Regions from separate parts of the Mus musculus genome. Here region 2 is linked to region 1. The links are chromatin contacts, called in public Hi-C maps. All regions are on one chromosome and are shown on one strand. The core of a region is the stretch at or near the end of the contact, and the rest is flanking DNA. Distances in the headings are between cores, read along the strand shown. Region 1 has its middle 30 kb from the start of Gm40744. Region 2 overlaps Cradd (CASP2 and RIPK1 domain containing adaptor with death domain).

Region 1 (3,410 bases), core at 545-3,044:
TACCCTGTTTTCCCTTTTCGCTTCTGAAGCCAAAGAGCACAACCCATCTCTTGCTTCCTGTCCATTCCCAAGCCATAGTCTGTGAGTGCTGCAGACCTTGCCATTGATGGAGCAGCTCCCAGACTTTGTCCCTTTGGAATCTTCCAAGGCCAGGGACACTGGTGACCAGTGTCTCCCTTGGCCCATGTCCCACTCAGCACCTTTCCTGTCTTCCTGATGGCTTGTTCTCAGTTCCAGAGAGGCCCACACCTCCGCCCACATGTTTTCAGTTCTGTTCTCCACACCTATGACATCATGTGCTCACGCACATTGTAATTCCGGTCCCAGTATGGTTCCTGAATTCGAGTGTTTCTGCCTATATGGTGTTCCAGCTGCACGCCCACAAGATTCCTGGACTCTCACAACCCAACAACACCACTCATTATCCCCATCCCCACCCACCTCTCAGAATGATCCCAGCACATTCTCTGGTGACCTGTTCACCCCTTTAGACGGTGCGGTGCTCCCTCAAAGCCTGTCATGTGCACACCCTGCCCTTACTGCCTTTTCTGTATTCTACCAGCTGCTTACTGATGTATAACTACTGCAATGGTGCAGTTACACCCTCTCGTTCTGGAAGCTCTTTGTGAGTTCAGGTCCTTGGGCCTTACTTATAGAGTCTGATTTAGTAAGAACAAAGGTAGGGTCAGGGATATATAGTCTTAGATGCCCCCTATCCCAGTAAACAAAACAAAACAAAACAAAACAAAAAACCAACCCATGACCAAGGCCTCTCAGCCCAGTGCTTTGTCTGTGGATTAAGAGCTACAACTAGAGTTGCCTAACATCTTCTGACCACTTGATAGTTCCTGAGCTGTATCGAGCCCTGTCTATGCAGGCACACCACTAACTCTAGGTTTAAACCACTGACGACTCCATTTTACGCTGTGAACACAGGGGTACAGGGAGCCATCAGTCTGTCCAAGGACACTGTGCCTCCCATCCAAAGCCTGTTCTCAATGCTACGTTTTCCTTTGTCGTCTGCCTGCATGGTCCTGCTGGCCAGATGGCTTTTGTTCTCCAAGTGGCCAACCCCCTCCATTTTTCTGTGGCTTCTGAACACATTGCATAGCTATCAGCTTAAATCCCCTCCAATTGGTTAATCATAGTTTTATAGACCAGCACAGACAGCCTGAGTCCTCTCTCTGTGGTGTTGCAAAGCTAAACTCAGGCGTCAGCTGGGACTTGGTTTTTCGCAAAGCAAGCTTTGGCTTCTCTCCCAGCGCCCTGGCCACTGTCAGAACTCACTTTCTCACAGTTTGGCTCTCAGCTCTCTCCCGGCTAGCCAAATTCCTAATGAACAACCAATCAGAGAAAACTCCACAAGAGTCCTTTTGAGTCTCCAATCTCTTCTGCCAGGAACATTCCAGTCCCTTTAAAGTGTTCAGCTGATTGGGCGAGGCCTGCCTTGGACAAGCTTTAGATTTTTAAGATTGGCAGACCCGGGGATCTTAACCACACCCACAGATTCTCTTCCCAGCAGCCCTCAAGTTCATTGTTTGAACAACGGAGTGGAAGGATGTGTACATTGTGGGCTGTCAATCCACTTTTATTCTGTCACGCTACTTGACCTCCAGGACCCAGCTCAAGTGGTGACTGCTCTCCTCCATCCACAAATCACACACACACACTCCATTTTTCCAGTGGACTATGGTGTTTTTTAAATAAAACACTCCCCCAAACCCGGGTCCATTTTCTGCACCAACCTAGGCTGTTTCTAGAGAGCAGGAGCCTAGACTGGGACATCTGTGTTCCCAGTACCTAGGAGAGCGTCTAGCTTAACACATTCGCTGCTAGAACGATGTGCCAGTTGAGCAAGCTCTCCAGATAAGAGCGTTTCTTTCGGAATCACGTAGGACAATGCTTGCGGGGAAGTGCTAGAAACCTTCAGCGAGGCTGTCTTTGATTCCCCAGGTCTTTGAAGGCAAAGATGAGCTCCAGTTTACTTAAAGCTCCTCTGAGCAGAAGCCTCGGCAACGGTGAGGCGGGTGGACCACTAGGTGTCACTCAAGATTCAATAAAGAGACGCAGGTCCTTAGAAAGCCATTTCTACCTTCCCTGGGGGAGGAAAGTGCTTAGGTGGTCCCCAGCCATTGTTTCTGTTGGTTCACGATCCCTCATTAGCCGCTGTTCTCTCTCTGCGGACGGACGCATTCTGGGTCTAAAATAGGACACCAGGCAGGCACCACGAGAGTTGGAACCTCCCGACTGTCGAATACAGCCTCGCAGTTTTATAGACAGGCAACTGACGTGTGTGTGTGTGTGTGTGTGTGTGTGTGTGTGTGTGTGTGTGTGTGTGGCTTTAGGGTGTGTCTGAGTTCCCTCCTACTCAAAAGTGTCTGAGATCTTTCTCAGGACCAAGACCCCTAGCTCCGGAGCTCTAGAGCCCAAGATGAGGAAGGTAATAGGGAACAAAAAAAGTAATAATCGGCCGTCTTTTTCTTAGAAACGAAGGCCTCAGGAGTGGGGGGACACTGTCTCCTTGGGATCAAGGACTGCAATTAGCCACCGGGCTGAAGGGAAGGGGCTAAGAGAGGGCTTGTGAGGAACAGCTCCTTGGCTTGATCTCTGGTTGAGGTTTTTTTTGTTTTTTGTTTTAAATGGCCCTCTAGAAGTGAAATCTAGGCATAGGGCTCACCAACTGCCAGGTTGTATTTTTCTTCACCCTCGGCAGAGGGCGCCCTTCCCCCGTCTCAGCTCCCTGCTGGGCCAAGGCCTGAGGCCAGCCCGAATCTTTACCCAGCCGTCTTGTGAAGCACCAGGGGCCAGCTGGCTCATTACACTGAGATAATTCCGGACACACTTATGTTTGACCTTGGACGCGGTCTTGAGATGTTCTACCCCTTTGGCCCCTGTGGTTCTAGGGCACATTGCTATCTTAAGTGAATATTGATTTGCCTTTCTTGGTGCTCCTGGGAAATGAGAGGTTACCCCACTGAGAAACCAGTTAAAGAAAGCTTGTTCGGAATGGAGAGTCCTGCCGGGCTTCATACACACACACACACACACACACACACACACACACACAGAGAGAGAGAGAGAGAGAGAGAGAGAGAGAGAGAGAGAGAGAGAGAGAGAGAGAGAGAGAGAAAATCTAATCTATCAATGCAATACATTCTTTTAAAATCTGGGAGCCTCCGGCCCCTCCCCCATTTGATTTGCTCGTTCTTCTTTGCATGAAAAAAAGTCATTCATTCATTCATTTAGTTTTACAACATGTGTTTTTATTAGGCACATTCTGGATGCCAGGGACCTGGCTTGGGAAAGCGGGCTGGCTTGCTGGTTTGGGTGAAGTAACTTGTGGGAAAGGAGATAACTGAAGAGATATTTGTAGGGATAAGAGTGAGCTATGCCTGAGATGACAGCCAGAG
Region 2 (3,524 bases), core at 1,006-3,505, 210 kb after region 1:
GTGGCCTCGGCACTAAGCCATGTCTCTGAGCTTTCTTTGGGAGCTTACATTCTGTGATCTGCTCCAGAGCATGTTTTCAAAGCAAAACTGCTGCCCTGATTAATGTCGATTTGATAATGAACGGAGCCAGAAAAGACACGGCACGGAACTGCAGACAGGATGAGGCTGGGATCTGCTTTGGAGCTCAAGGGCACAGAAAACTTCAGAAGACCAGCGATGAGGGTCAGACTGGAACAAGAGGCATGGCCCAGTTTCTAGGTGGCAAACACGATTCTGTCTGTAACTGGGAGAGTAAGCTGGAAAGGGGATGCCAGTGCATGCGGCTGAACCAGCAAAGCCCAAGGATGCCTGCACAGAGCATTGCACTTGGACCCGGGGCTGAGAACCTCTTTAGGGATGGATGTTGGTTTCCTACTCCGTGGCTCCTTGCAGGCTTTCTGGCCTTGAGTCAGGCAAGAATAGAGCCAGAGGGACAGTTAGAAAGTCACTTCAGGGGAAAATTGACTGTTGACCCAAGATGGGGGCAGGAGCTATACAGAAAAGTAGATTGGGTGTGAAGATACCGAGAGGAAATGGACATAGGCTGATGGGTTAAATGCTGGCCAAGACAAGAGGAGTCTCGGGCTGCCCAGCTTCTAGTTTGAGTAACTGGGTAACTGCTATTCCCACTGCTGGAACTGAAATGGAGAAGGCTGGGCCAATGGGATGGCTCAGCAAGTAAAAAAGTGCTATCTGGGCAAATTGGATGATCTGTGTTCAATCCCACCCACAATAGAAGGACTGAAGCTGTTCCCTGACTTTCATATGCGCAGAGTGGCACACACACACACACACACACACACACACACACACACACACACACACATGCACCATACACATGTGTACTCAAACACATGTGGTAATAACCCAGAGAAGGCTGCATGCAGGAGCGGCACGTAGGAGTGACACTGAGAGGTATGTTTGAATGTGTCAGGTGGGAGATGCCCAGGGGATGCAAAAGTCAAAGTGTGAACCACACGGCTAGAAAGGCAGAGCCCACGGGGGTCTGGGCTACAAATAATCCAGCTAATTCCGCCGTTTTCTTGGCCCGTTACTTTTCAAAAGTACTTTTCGGGGAAACCAATTACAAAAGGCGTTATGCTGTGTGCTGAGATCGGTTTTTCAGCAGCGGCTCTTCTTTGGTTGCCTGGGATAGCCCACATCTACCTCCCTATACACAGGAAGAAAGGCATTGCTTTCCTTGCCAGACATCTCTCTGTCTCGGCTTCACTTGCTTATCCGACTTTCAATTCTGCTGTGCGGTAAGATATCCCGGCTAAAAGAACCGCGCGAGAGGAAGGGTTTGCTTTTGTTCTCCATCCATGATAACCCATCACTGCAGGGAAGTTACTGGTCAGAACTTGAAGAGACTCATCCATCGTATCACATCAACAGCCAAGCGCGGAGAGAGAGAACGCCATGCGTGTCTGGTGCTCTGCTAGCTTTCTCTGCTCTTACACAGCCTAGGTAGGTCTAAGCCAGGCAAGTGTGCTTCTCGCTATCAGGCTGGGTCTTCCTACATTAATAAGCACAATTGAGATAACCCGTCATAGACATTTCCCACGGGCCGACCTGCTCAAAATGATTCCTCATTGGGACTCTCTTCCCAGGTGATTTTAGGGTCCCGGGCTGGCATTTACAGCTAACCATCACTGCTCAATTCTCATAGAAGATCTAAAGGAAGGCACCAAGGTATCGTCACTCTGCTAAGCAAAAAACTAAAGCACAGTGGGCAGGAACTCGCCAAGGTCAGACTGCCTGAAGTGAACCAGCCAGAAGTGGAACCCAGGCAACCTGGCCCCTTAGATGTGCTTTGAAATGTCACACACTGCCTCCTGCTGCCTCTCCGAGCATCTCAGGTGATGTCTGTGGAGCCTTTTAGCCTCCTGCTTTCATTCTGAATATCCCTGCTCCTCATTTGAACTGGTATCCAGAGTTCTTGTTAAGGTTTTCCTCATGTGAACTGTGGTTTTTAAATGACCCCTCTCCCATTCCCTCTATTTTCCTCCACTCTTGATCCAGCAAGGTTTGCCGGCTCTCCGTCTGTATGTGAATGAGTCTTCTCTTCTGGCTGAAGAACAGGAAGCAGGCCCTGTGTTGACTCCGTTTGAATCCTTTACAGAGATGCCAAGAGTGGTACACAGAACAAGCCCTCTTACACAGACAGGGCAGGCCAAGTGGGGATAATAGGGCCTGGCCACATGGACACCGTGAGTCAGATGGGAACACACGTTTATCTGTCACAACCCCAATTAAGGGAAAGGGCCCTATTTTGTAAAGTACTGACCTTGTGGCCAGAAATGTCAACGTAATGAATTGGCTAATTGTTCCTTCTTGTTGCAGCTCTTTGCCGGTGCCGTCTCTACATCACAGCATCAAAACTGGAAGGCGCCTTATTTGGTGTGCCCTATGACCTTGTGAGGCTGTTCAGAAGTCAGCCACCTCTCACATCAATTTTTGGGTCCCACTGCATTTGGGGGTACTGTGTAGCAGGGCTCCCCTCTGTATCTGCTCCTGTCTTCTCTTCAGTTCCCCAGGGGCTGGGAGGCTGCTCTCTGCCAGATGCCCGGGAACACTGCTGTCAGCGGGTGGCTTCTGGTCCTCATCCCATCCTCTGTATGCACTCCTTCCTAGCAGATCTTTCTTCACACTCCTCCCTGCTAATGTTCCTCCTCACATCCCTGTCTTGTAGGATCAGGATCCTGGGAGTCCTGAGGACACAGGGAAGTATGCTCAGATTATCCCAAACAAGTTATATTACAGTCACAATGGACCCATTTGACCCCTCTGTATTTCAGGGGCATCAGAGAATCTAGTCATCACTCTTCCCCCAATATTGTTCGCTTCAGACTGCGAGGTCGGGTCAACTCCACGGAGGCCTTGGCCCTTAGCAGAGTCTGCATCCTTAGCAGGAACAATTTGCTCAAGCAGAGAAATTGGATCCCGTCTAAATGACAGGGAGAACAATATGTCTACAGCCAGGACTGAAGCCTGGCTTGCACTTCATGCCTGGCACAGCCCCAACATGGACTCAGCCAGCCGCAGAGAAACCTCTTCAGGCCACCAGGCTATGACAACCAATTCCGCTGCCCTCACTTGCCCTTCACTGTCTCCTTACCCCTCAATTTGTGTTTTGTTGGAGAGCAACCTCCTCTGGTTCCAGTAGGCTCCTCTCCTGGGATAACAGCATCTGGAGAAAAGGAAGGTTCTGGCTGGCCTGGCCACCCATCTGTCCCAGACTCTTAACACCTTCTCTACTTTGCCTGGGCCACTCTAAGCTCGTCTTGTCCCCCTACACTGCTCAGATACACATCCTCCTCAGGCCAATGATTCCTTAACATCCGAGGACCCCAGTTCAATGCCATCTTGGGATGGGAGCCTCTCTGCTGGCACTTGGACCACTGAGGGTTTCTTGGATTTGGGATCTTCATGCATCACACTGTGGATGAGCCAGAAAACTCAACTCAGAATAGTGACAGAGGTCA

The links. Hi-C and Micro-C count contacts between places; a contact is called where the count stands out from the background.
Region 2: a Hi-C map of the N1E-115 cell line shows a contact between it and region 1, with 9 times the contacts expected there. The contact joins two enhancer-like sites. A contact is called at or near these places in 2 of 15 datasets of contacts at CTCF or cohesin (large pre-B cells and pro-B cells), 11 of 484 Hi-C or Micro-C datasets (3T3-L1-derived adipocytes, the N1E-115 cell line, Sertoli cells and 7 more), 2 of 115 datasets of contacts at active chromatin or transcription factors (bone marrow-derived macrophages and heart atrium) and 1 of 9 other capture datasets (embryonic stem cells).

What each region holds. Positions count from the first base shown.
Region 1 is chr10:94,989,612-94,993,021 of GRCm38.p6, forward strand. No RefSeq gene overlaps it. Among named protein-coding and RNA genes, the nearest start is that of Gm40744, 30 kb to the left of the region's middle. Within about 2 kb of position 1,795, at least 149 of the 459 cell types and tissues checked have an H3K27ac peak or open chromatin away from gene starts, as enhancers often do. A contact at or near this core is called in the N1E-115 cell line, heart atrium and muscle stem cells, where this site is marked.
Region 2 is chr10:95,197,491-95,201,014 of GRCm38.p6, forward strand. The region is part of intron 2 of Cradd (CASP2 and RIPK1 domain containing adaptor with death domain); the gene reads right to left. Among named protein-coding and RNA genes, the nearest start is that of Gm29684, 53 kb to the left of the region's middle. Within about 2 kb of position 2,256, at least 40 of the 459 cell types and tissues checked have an H3K27ac peak or open chromatin away from gene starts, as enhancers often do. A contact at or near this core is called in the N1E-115 cell line, heart atrium and muscle stem cells, where this site is marked.